Linked DNA regions of Mus musculus: all the other regions are linked to region 1. The links are chromatin contacts, called in public Hi-C and HiChIP or PLAC-seq maps. All regions are on one chromosome and are shown on one strand. The core of a region is the stretch at or near the end of the contact, and the rest is flanking DNA. Distances in the headings are between cores, read along the strand shown.

Region 1 (3,614 bases), core at 369-2,868:
ATAAAGCTGGTGGGAAAAACTAGTTTAAAAAAAAAAGACATAGGCATGAGCATATATCATAATGTGTGGATGTTTGGGGAGCACACAGAGGTTTGCCAGCCACTTCCAGGTAGTGGGGGAATCGTGCCAGAAAACAGTGAGAATCACAAGAGGAAGAAGGACAGTGTGTTCTGGAACCCTCCGTGAAGGCAGACTTTTCAAATCACACTGTGTGGGAACTAATATAAAAAGATGCCTCAGCAGGAAGCAATGAAGGCCAATAAACTCTAGCTGCATAAGGAGAAGAAAATAACAATGACATTTAGCCTTATGTCACTACTAATATGGAATCAGGGGGTTGTGGAAAAAAAGAATCTGGACTGTGCTATTATTCGTTCAGATGACATGTTTAATGGTGTATCCTGTACTTAAATAGGGCATCTTTAAAGGTTTCTCTAGGTACCACTCAATTCACATGATTCAGTTAGAAGTGAAACCCCATGGTAATTAACACTTAGAATTTTTCTTTGATTGTCTTATACAGAAAACTTTAAACATTATCTCCCTTTTAAATCTTACAGCTCAGCTCACCAAATAATACTGTTACATCTGGGTGTCTGGTAGAAATTATTTAATTATCTTCTCTTTGTAGCAGCATAGCTGAAAAATAGTAAACATGTAAGTATGGATCTGTCTATGACTGACAGGGTCCACGTGGAAGTTGTTTGGGGGCAGCCATGGGTCCCTGCTCTTCCCAGACGTGGAATGGCTGCCTTTGCTCTCTCCAGCTGCCGTTACTCTAAAGACTGTTTCTAGAGTTGTCTGGTAGTTTTCTTAGCTTTTCTGATTTCCTCTGACCCAGAAATAAAGATCCATATCTAGCTATATATAAATGTATCCTTTTTGTTTCCCACGTTTGTTACTTAAACACTATGAAGCAGGAAAAGGAGAAGACATCAATATTGGGTGGGGTGCTAGTGCCCTCAGGAGGACTGGGAAGCCCTTGCGGTATCATAGTGCCCTGCACTGTGAAAGAGCTGGAACCTGTCCCAGAGTTCTTTGGGATTTCCCATTTACATCACCCCGAGAAGTCCCCACCGCCGTATTTTTTTCTACAGCATTCCGGCTGGCATTGATGACCCCTCTCACTCTATCCAGATACACACACACACACACACACACACACACACACACACACACACACGTGCGCTCGTGAATCAGGCCCTGCTGGATGTTGAGCACCTATTCTTTGCAATGCTGTGAATGTTTCTAATCACGTTGATGATGCTGATTGCGCCGCTCCGGGAATGGGCTCTGTTCATTACAGTGAGCCTTTCCACTGTCCTGATCTCATCTTTCAGCCACGCAGCCTCCATGTTGTTCCTACATTATTGACTCTGTCGCTGTTCCTAGGTTTCCTCTCTTAATCATACAAGCAGCTTCTCAAGTGCCATTCTGGGACCATAAGGAAGACAAGTGTCAAATATGCCTGCCGTTCTCACCTAGATTTCCTGCAACTCCCTCTTCAATTACCACCTTGCCTGGTGGCTTATCATTCTGTTTCTACACACTGTATATAGTCCTAGTTCATACAGAAAGGAATCGGTCATGTGGTGGGACTATTAATATTTCTTTTGTCATCTATTAATTGAAAACCTCATACCTGGCTCCCTGGAGTCCCTGACCACAGTTCCATTCAAGGGGGTAGAAGGCGAATGTGTGCTGCAGGTGTGCCCTGTTTTCCAGTGCCGTTACTCACGATTATTAAGCCCCCTGTGGTTTTCCTGTTTACACGTGCCCTCAAGTTCCTGAGGGAAATATACCACATATACAGGGCAAAAATGTCAAATAGAATGCTAAGGCCCAGTTAGGAAAGAAAGCAAAGAAATAGACCTCCCCATTACAAGGCACATCTTCTTCCCAAAGGGCAACAGATGACTTCGGTAATCTAGCCAGAAGTCAGTTATATAAGAAATTATAGTAGCAATGGTGTAGAAGTTTGGAGGGCCGAAAGTCAAGCATCATTGATTAATTTCTGAACTTAGAGGTTAGTTTAGAAATATACAATTACTATAAATTTAATGTATAATCAGTAAGAATTTGAATCTATATTTTGTGGCAAATAACACAACTGAGCATTTCAAAGTGGAGTGGAGAGATAGTTCCGCAGTTAACCGAGTTCATACAGCTCTTTCGGAGGACCCACGTCTGAGTTCTCACATATGTTGATTCACAACTGCTTGTAACTCTAGCTCCAGGGAACACAGGCCCTTTTCTGGACTGTGTAGGATACACATATAAAAAAAACACACACACACACAATTTATTTATTTGCTTATTACTTTATTACCTATTTTATTATTAATCCGTTTTATAATACAAATAAATATTCAAAAAAATAAAAGTAGGCGGCTTTTTTCTTTATAGTCCACACAATCTTGGTTTCTTTCCTGAGTTAAATCCTTGTCTTTTTGTTTAGGGAGCCTAAGTCTTCAATGCCTGAGTCACCTCTCCAGGTCTTTCCTAAGAATTTGGACTGCCAGGAACCATCTCTTTTTTTTCTCTTTTATTGCAAATGGATTTTTTATATAATATATTCGATTCTGTGATGGCCACACCTGCCCTGATGATCTGGGTTCCCAAAAATGGAAGACACATACACACAGCCTTGTATTTTAATATGCCTTAAAACTTTCATGTGGGTAACACTTCCCCTCAGATATTCCTGAGTTATTACTTACTAAAATATATTCCAGCATGGCAACTGTCCTCTTCCTTTTCCCTTGGTCCTTTCCCGGGGATCCTAAGGTCCTGCCTCTGTCTCCCTGCCCAGCCATTGGCCACTGGCAACTTTATTTACCAATCAAAACTAACTGGGGACAGGGTCTCTGAGTGTCTTATGTGCACATGCACAGATTCCCATGCAATTTGGGGGGCCAAATCCACAACACCACAGTTTCACCTCTGCTGCCACTAACTACCTTACAGGACAGCTTTGGTTTACTGTGCTAATCCAATGAATATTTTCCTTTTCAACACAATTCACTCTCAACAAAGAAATGTATTAAATATTTCAACAGATAAATTTCTGTATTTGTATTTAGTAAAATTTAATATAAAACTAAATTGAAAAACTACATTATTTTGGAAAGCACAATTGTTGCTAAATATACAGTTAAGTGATGCTAAGTGTGTTCATAATTTACACAGGAAAATCCAGAATGGTTTTACCTTGTTAAGGTAGATATATCTATCTTTTTTCCTTGTTTCGTTTTTTTAAAGATTTACTTATTTGTTTTATGTAGGTACACTGTAGCTGTCTTCAGACACACCCGAAGAGGGCATCAAATCCCATGACAGATGGTTGTGAGCCACCATGTGGTTGCTGGGAATTGAACTCAGGACCTCCAGAAGAGCAATCAGTGCTCTTAGCCACTGAGCCATCGTTCTAGCCCTTATCCCAATCTTTTAAGGAGTGGTTACTCCCACGGACAGACAGTACCTGTCTATCTATCGTCTATAATTCTATCTTCTGTCTCTCTGTGCATGAGTACTCTAAGTATCCCATGTAAGTAAAGTCATATGGTTCCAATAATTAATTTTGATAAACTGGGAGGAGTTTGATGTATAAGAAG
Region 2 (3,945 bases), core at 253-2,752, 310 kb after region 1:
GGAGGAAGCTGTTGAGAGGTGAGGAATGAGATTAGTGTCCCTAAGGATAAGGCCCCAGGGACCTGACTTGTTTCTTCCTCCAAGTGGGGTCATACAGAAGGGCTCCTTCCATCCGTGACCCAGGAAATGGTCAGATTTTGATCCTGGGCTAACATTTTGATCCTGGGCTTCTCAGCTTCCAGAATGAGCAGAAACAGACTTCCCTGTTTCATAGGTCACCCGGTCTGTGGTGTTTCATTACAGCCACCACTACAGACTGAGACAAGATTTCATCATTCATCATGTGGTACTTTTCCAGTAGCAAAGGTTACAAATACACCAACAAGATAATGCTCCTAAATATATTACATGTACGAAATATAAAATGTGCCTCTCGTAACACACAGTATTCTCCAGCCAAGGTGCTTCAGGCAGCATTGGTCAGCCATGAGTGTTGTGATGAGAGCATTCTGTTCAGAACCTAGGATGCAGGGACGTCATGCCATACCTCATGGATGAATGCTGCCACCCCAGGCTCATTATATGTTGAGTTGGAATTAGTATTTGACCTGTTGTGAGTTCAAAACCTGTTACTGTTTTTTGCCACCCCTACCCCCTGACAGTTATGGGACCCATATGAGGGTCAGGGCAGTCTTAAGAAGCTGAGCTCCATTCCCACTCCTCTGGATTCTGACACGTGCTGCCTGGGTTAGCAGGACTGTAGGCCACTGCTTTATGATCTCAGAATTTGGGGCTTTTTACATTCAGGAAGTGGATCATGAAAGCCCTGCCCAGAAGTGTGCATGGTCCCTCAGGGCAGAGGGAGGATGACAAAAGGAGGGTATAAGGCAGGAGAGTGGCACTGAGTGTTTTAACAGCACACCAGCCGTCAGACCTCGATCAAACACTGGGGAATCACTCTTGACCTTGGCTTTCTTAACTGTAAGACAGAAGCAGTAAAATCACTTTCTTAGTTTTCACGCTGAGTGAGTAATTGTTTTTGCCCTCAGGTTAAAGTTTCAAAACAATAAAAGCACATTTCTGAAATTATGCATCCCATGTGAGGGAAAACAGTCTCTTTTTTTAAAAATGAAAGATGGCTTCATTTATAACACCACACAGGAAGCTCAGCTTCATGTATGTGGGCTTATCAATGTGCTATTTGGCAGCACTTTATCTGCGTCTGGAGAACTGCCCCGTCCTGTTAGTCATTCTCAGACCCGCTGATCAGAGCCATTTTATTATAGCATATTACAGATTTCCAACCTCAGAGTCACATACTGCTGGTGATCTCTAAGGGGACCTATGGATGGAGGTAGAGGAAATCTGTGTGAGAGTTTGTTCTTCAGGCTTTGGGCTGTCTGTTCATTCCTTACATTTTTTTTTTAAATTGCTGCTTCTTTGGTCACTTAGAAAAGGCAGCCATGTTTTATGTTTAATCTGCTTAAGACATGTTTAACACAGTGAATACTGGCTTCATCCGAGGACATGCTGATGCAGCCGAAGCTGCTGAGGAGCGCAGCTGACCCCTAGTGACTGGAGAGGGAACCTTGGAGAATCAGAGGAGGAATAAAAAGGGTTAAGACAGAGTTGGCTGAAAGATGCTTTGTGGCTTAGTCTCACCCTCACAGAAGTGAGGAGGGAGTCATGTTTCCTCTTGTGAATTGATAAAAGAATTATTTCCTGGTCATGATTGTAGCTGTGGAAAACCCAAGAGGAATAGCAGGGTTGCTGCTCTTCCTTGGTCACCGAAGTGTCCATCTCAGATGGGATATGCATGGCTTACAAATGATCCTACAAATGGTCCTAAGCTGTGGGGGCTTACCTGATTGTAAATATCAGCTTTCAGAAGGATGGGGAGGTGGAGAGTGGCCCATCCCATCTCACCTGTCCCCTCATCCTCTGTCCTTGCGGGCATCAGGGTTGAGCCTCAGCCTCTTGGGTTGTCTAGGTGTGGGAGTCACTGCATTAGAGCTGGTTCTGTCCTGGCCTAGACAATGAGAGCAGTGTGCATATCCCCTCGGACCACAGGGAATCTAGAACAGGCTAATCTGCAAATGTGTGCACCAGGTAAGCATCTCTCTTTGTTTATCTTCTCTCTAGATCAAGAAGAAGCAGCAGGATGTGGTTCGGTTTCTGGAAGCCAACAAGATAGAGTTCGAGGAAGTGGACATCACCATGTCGGAAGAACAGAGGCAGTGGATGTACAAAAACATTCCCCCTGAGAAGAAGCCTGCGCAGGGCAACCCTCTGCCACCTCAGATATTTAATGGGGATCGATACTGTGGAGTAAGTGGCCGCACCATTCCCATACCACACTCTTTCCCTCTGTTGCCCATAACGCTGTGGGTGTGTAACCCAGGGTACATTTGGATCCTTTACAGTAAAGGCAGTGCCTTCATGCAGCACTTTTCAGGGCCGTAGGCCTAGCAGAGAGTGGAGCTCAGAGCAGCTGCAAATTCAGCAGCACAGACGGGGGCCGTTAGAGAATTGTGTGGTATGTAATGGAGTTCGAGGGTGCCTGTCAGTCTTCCATCCTGTCCCTCTCTCTGCTTTGGAAGGGAAGAGGGGAGCACGCGCTTATTGTGTTCTGACTTTTTAAGCATGTTTCTTCATTAAAACGTCTGAGGGCCAGACTGGAGAGGTAATTATTCTTGAATCATTATTCCCCACTGATAGCTGATTAGAAAACAGAATTCATATTTAGAAAGAAAAAAAAGATTATCAGCAAGGGATTGCTGTGAATATCTAAAATCTGTTTTGGTGCCTTCCTGCTGGGTGGTATATGAGAAAGCGAAGTCAGTTTGTCTAGTTATCCACCTCGCTTATTTCTTAGGTTAAGAAACAAAATCTTCCTGCTGAGTCGGTTGGGATTTAACTTTTACCACAGCTTTAAATGCCACACACGTGTTTATTTTGGGACCGCGGTCCTTTTAAAGAGCACCAGTGCAGAGAACCACAGATGCTGTAAGTGGCTGGGTTGTCATTAGGGTGGAGAAGAGGTAATAGTATGTTTTGGTGGGTGTAGAGGCAGAAAAGAGAGTGAGAAGCCAGGCAGGAAGGCTTTGAACCACCTGGGCATAGCTGCCATGGTCCTGTGATATAGAGTTCTGCAGCCATGATAGTTGTCTGCTTCGTGTTGTCCATGTCGCCTGTGGAAAGTTTCCCATCGTCTTAAGCTCAATTCTGTGGTCCTTAAACTCACTCCATTCTGAACTCTTCATCTTGTCCAACCCCCAGTCTGAGCTTTCCCAGTTTGTGCCCTCATCTGCAGGTGAACTGCCTCAGAGCCACACGTCAGCTCTTAGTTTTCAGCTCTTTGAGCAGGGTTGTGACTGTTCCCAAAGCTCTTCTTATATAAGTCATGACATGAAGAGAAAGGCTAGGAGTTGTTGTTAGAGCATTAGGTGTTTGTACTTTATTAGAGATGGGTATAGAAACAGAGGGTACATACTATTCATGATGGCCAGTGCTGATGTTTAACATGTCTCAGTGACCAGAGTGGGGGACTAGTAGAAATGCATATAAACTGCTGTTCAAAATAAAGCTACAGCTATTGGGTTGACCCAAAAGGAATTGCAGGTTAGGGTATAAGTTGTAAGTCATTGTGACTAGGCTCAAGTATCTTTATTAATCAAAATTAAAACCACCGTAATTAGCTCATTTTTGCCAATAAGAAATGTTTACTTCCTCCTGTAGTGTAAAAACTCTGCCTTGGGATTTAATGAATTCTTAGAAAACTTTCCTTATCCTGCTGCCCCTAGAAGTATTTTCCCTGTAAAAAAGTCGTCAAGAGCCTTGAAGAAGCAAAAGTCAAGTTACTAGGATGGATGGGGCCAAACTGTGTAGCCCAGTTAGATCAGCCTCTGAAGCATCGGGTATGTGACAGGTGGCAGGACATTGCTGTGGGAAACTGGATCCTTTCTGTGGACAGCACAGGGACGCCTTCAGCTCCACAGGCATCTC
Region 3 (3,723 bases), core at 1,085-3,584, 350 kb after region 1:
GCCGGCACCCCACAGAAACACAGGGGAACCCAGAAATCACGCAGTGAAAATGAGAACAAGGAAGACAGAGGTGCTGGCAGCCATGCGGAGGTGTTCACAGACAGAAGACAGAGGAGCAATTCAGACGAGCTGGTGGGCAGTGGCTGCATCCTTAGGAGCATTTTCAGCCTTGTACAGGCTTCCTGATGGCAAGGGCCCCTTTTAAGCCTTCCTGTTGGCTTAGATAAATAATGGCTTCTCAGCCAGCTGGTCAGGCTTAGCCATGGGCTGGAAGCACTCTGTGCAGGCCTGTCCCTCTTTGCATTGCACTAAGTATAATCCCTTAATGCACTAGAGACTGGAAGGGCTTCATTAAATATAGTCTTAAAGTTATCATAGTCTCTGGGCTGCAGATTGCTGTTTTGTGGTACGTTGGTTTTATTTGTTGGCTGGTTGGTTTTGTTGTTTTTTATTTAGGGAGAAAAAAAATCCATCCATGTGCTTTTGGGGATCCTTTCTACACAACACAAAGCTTGGAAACCTTGGCACAGACTTATGGCAAACCCTCCAGACACCTGAGTGACCAGCTATGCTACTGTCTGCTAGCATAACGCAATAATGAACCTCAGTTTGAAGATGCCCTTTTATTTCCATACAAATTTCCCTCCAGGTTTTTCTTAATTAAAGTTAAAATGAGAGAATAATGGTTATGTCTGTAGGAGTCCTAATTTTTATTCAACCATTGTGTACAATGACTCTTCCTCTAAACCAATACTATGAAAATTTTTCTTTTAATTGCCTACTAATTGATTTAGTTCAGTTATTGACCCAATGGGGTGGTTTCCCGTATATGGCATGCATTTCTTTAATGGCGTTTAAGGGTAATAATTTCTAGTTTATAACCTTCATTCCTCTCATTCACCTGGTACTAAGTCCAGCTTCCAGCCTTATAAGCCTACTACTGAGGCATGGCTGAAAGACCAGCCACAGGTCATGGGATCATCACTTGCCAGACAAAGGCCAAAGACAACTGAGCTTTGTCCCATAGAGAGAACCCATCTGTACAGAAGGAAAACCGGCTCCAAGAGAGATCCAAGTGGTTAAACAAAGGACCACATACATGTCAAGTATCAGGGAAGGCCTTCACCAGCCTGTGCCATGTGCCTGTGCCTGTGCCATGGGACAGATGACCAGAATTGGCTCCCTAAAGGACTGTGGAGGGCTTTTGCCTAGTGATGGAAGCTATGCTGCTTAGATGATGAATATTGGAGACATCTGCTGCATCCCAAATCCACCATTTGTTCTGAGCATGGCTACAAAGCAAAGCAAAGTGAACTCTGACCTTGGGAGAAACAGCTTTGTTCATGGTAAAGTCTATGATGTGATGTCATAAGAGATTGCAGCATCAGATCAGAAGTGGGGGACAACAAATGGGCAGTCCTCTTTATAGACAAAGAACAGTAAAGTATAAAAATTGTCAGCAACCCCAATAAGGACCTGGATAGAATAATGCAGGTACTCTTAAAAAATCCACTGAGTGCCAGGCAGTGGAGACACATGCCTTTAATCCCAGCACTTGGGAGACAGAGGCAGGTGGACTTCTGAGCTTGAGGCCAGCATGGTCTACAGAATGAGTTCCAGGACAGCCAGGGCTATACAGAGAAACCCTGTCTTGAAAAACCAAAAGAAAAAAAAAATCCACTGAGCACATCTGTTCTAAGCAAGTGGCTATCCAAATTTTTGTTTTACCATGACCCATATGGAAAATGTATATCACACATTAAAACTAAGTATACACACATGTAATATATAATTAAATTTTATAAACATTATTTTACTGTACAGAGCTCATAGACATTGCCTAGTCAGTCTTTCTCATATTTCTAAAATTTATGCATATTTATGTTTTGAAGGTCCTACAGTCAAGGTGTCAGCAGAGTTGGTGCTAATGGGCATCTTGGAGTGACTATATCCAAATTTCTTCTCTTTAAAAAAAAATATTTATTTAATGTATAAGAGTATACTGTAGCTTCAGATACACCAGAAGAGGGCATCGCATCCCATTACAGATGGTTGTGAGCCACCATGTGGTTGCTGGAATTTGAACTCAGGACCTCGGGAAGAGCAGTCAGTGTCTTAACTGCTGAGCCATCTCTCCAGCCCCCCAAATTTCTTCTCTTGTAAGGACTCTAGTTATACTGGATTAAGGCCCACCCCAAAGACCTCACTTAATTATGACCAAAGCCCCATGAATCATAGCAAGACCTGATCAGGCTTTGTAACAAGCAAAGCTTCAGTTAGCAGTGTCAGGGACAGGACAATGTCTAATGCTTTATCCCCGAACACAGAGACATTCCAAGACACTGAAGGTCATGGTTTCAGTGTCTAAGTTTTGGTTGAGATAATAGTGTCATACCGTCCTGACTTCAAACAACAAGTTAATGTCACAGCCTGCTATCAGTGGTGACATGCAGTTTGTAAACATTGTTCAAGGGACAATTGAGTGCCCTCCCTCATATAATTTACTGTTGATCCAAGGCTTAGTGTGCTTTTCCTGCAGTGGGCCAGATCATATATATTTGAAGCTTTATGAGCCATGCACTCCCCTTTGTTTTCTTAACCCATAGAGAATGTGCAGTCTTACCTCGCCCTTTGTGTACAGTGGAGTTGATGAAGTGTGTGGACTTGTCATCTGGCTGCCTGCCTACCTGACAGGCACTTCCTTAAAGCATTGCAGGCGAGGACCTGTCACTCACTCAACTTCCTCCAATCTGTTTCTAGGTATAAGCAAGCCTAGGAATAGTCTGCGTGCCTGAGGACGAGTTTCTAACAAAGGAATGCTAACTAGAAAGCACAAATATGCCGCCTTAGTGTCTGTTTTCAAATGCTGAATCAGTTAAGTCTGTCACAAGGAGGGAAGAAGGGACGTGTCTGTTTAGTCAGATCAGCTCTGTTTTAGTTGGGAGGCTGACTCTGCCACCACGTCGCTACCACAGTTTGTCCCATTCTATGTAGCCCATTCACAGAATGCAAGAGCTGCATTTCCTCCACATTAGCAGTGCTCTACAGGGCTGGGTAAAAGAATAGGGAAGGAGAGAGGCTAGTGTCTACCTCTCCTTGTTTAGTAATGGCATTCCCCTCAGGGAGGGGAGGAGGGGAAAGGGTCCTTGCATTCCCTTCAGGGACACATCCCCAGCGAGCTAACTTCCTTCCACTAGGCTCGACTTGCCAGAGTTCTGCTGCCTCTCAGTTGCACCCCAGGCTGGAGATCAAGCATTTAACACGTGGGCTTTTAGGAGATATTTAAAGTCCAGACAACAGAAGTTTGTTTGTATAAAATTAATTGCAAGATCAGCTAAGATGACTGCCTCCTTCTCTCCAGATTCCTGTCATGTTTTTTGAAATCGATGTGTTGGGTTGTCTGTGGGCCAAGTTTAGCTAAGGGGAAGTTGAGTTGAGGAGATGTTAAGAACTGTGTGGTTCACCATCACTGTCTGCATTGGGATCTTACTGCCAGGAGTATGATGAGCTGGAGGAATCCCCTCTCTGCCGATGGTGCCCGCTCACATTAGTGATGCAGTGATGCAAGGCCTGAGGGACTCATGTTATCCCCATGTCCAACATCAGCTGCCGAAAAGGCTTATAGTATAGAACACTGTAGCCATAAGCTAGTCAGTGGGAAACACTGCCCATAGTCAAAGTATAGACCAGAACCTTAATTAAGTTCTTCCTCTTGTCTCATCA

Evidence for each region. HiChIP or PLAC-seq counts read pairs in DNA pulled down with a chosen protein or histone mark. A called contact is a pair of places that touch in the nucleus more often than the background predicts.
Region 2: a contact with region 1 is called in a RAD21 HiChIP or PLAC-seq map of pro-B cells, with 4 times the contacts expected there. The contact joins two enhancer-like sites. A contact is called at or near these places in 1 of 15 datasets of contacts at CTCF or cohesin (pro-B cells) and 1 of 9 other capture datasets (liver).
Region 3: a contact with region 1 is called in a Hi-C map of the G1E-ER4 cell line, with 2.2 times the contacts expected there. The contact joins two enhancer-like sites. A contact is called at or near these places in 1 of 15 datasets of contacts at CTCF or cohesin (large pre-B cells), 2 of 484 Hi-C or Micro-C datasets (the G1E-ER4 cell line and liver) and 1 of 115 datasets of contacts at active chromatin or transcription factors (large pre-B cells).

What each region holds. Positions count from the first base shown.
Region 1 is chr9:83,264,958-83,268,571 of GRCm38.p6, forward strand. No RefSeq gene overlaps it. Among named protein-coding and RNA genes, the nearest start is that of Gm27216, 12 kb to the left of the region's middle. Within about 2 kb of position 1,619, at least 9 of the 459 cell types and tissues checked have an H3K27ac peak or open chromatin away from gene starts, as enhancers often do. A contact at or near this core is called in pro-B cells, where this site is marked.
Region 2 is chr9:83,575,354-83,579,298 of GRCm38.p6, forward strand. Sh3bgrl2 (SH3 domain binding glutamic acid-rich protein like 2) reads left to right here. Exons shown (of 4, transcript NM_172507.5): 2 at 2,083-2,268. Among named protein-coding and RNA genes, the nearest start is that of Gm39384, 4.2 kb to the left of the region's middle. Within about 2 kb of position 1,503, at least 57 of the 459 cell types and tissues checked have an H3K27ac peak or open chromatin away from gene starts, as enhancers often do. A contact at or near this core is called in pro-B cells, where this site is marked.
Region 3 is chr9:83,613,772-83,617,494 of GRCm38.p6, forward strand. No RefSeq gene overlaps it. Among named protein-coding and RNA genes, the nearest start is that of Gm39384, 42 kb to the left of the region's middle. Within about 2 kb of position 2,335, at least 26 of the 459 cell types and tissues checked have an H3K27ac peak or open chromatin away from gene starts, as enhancers often do.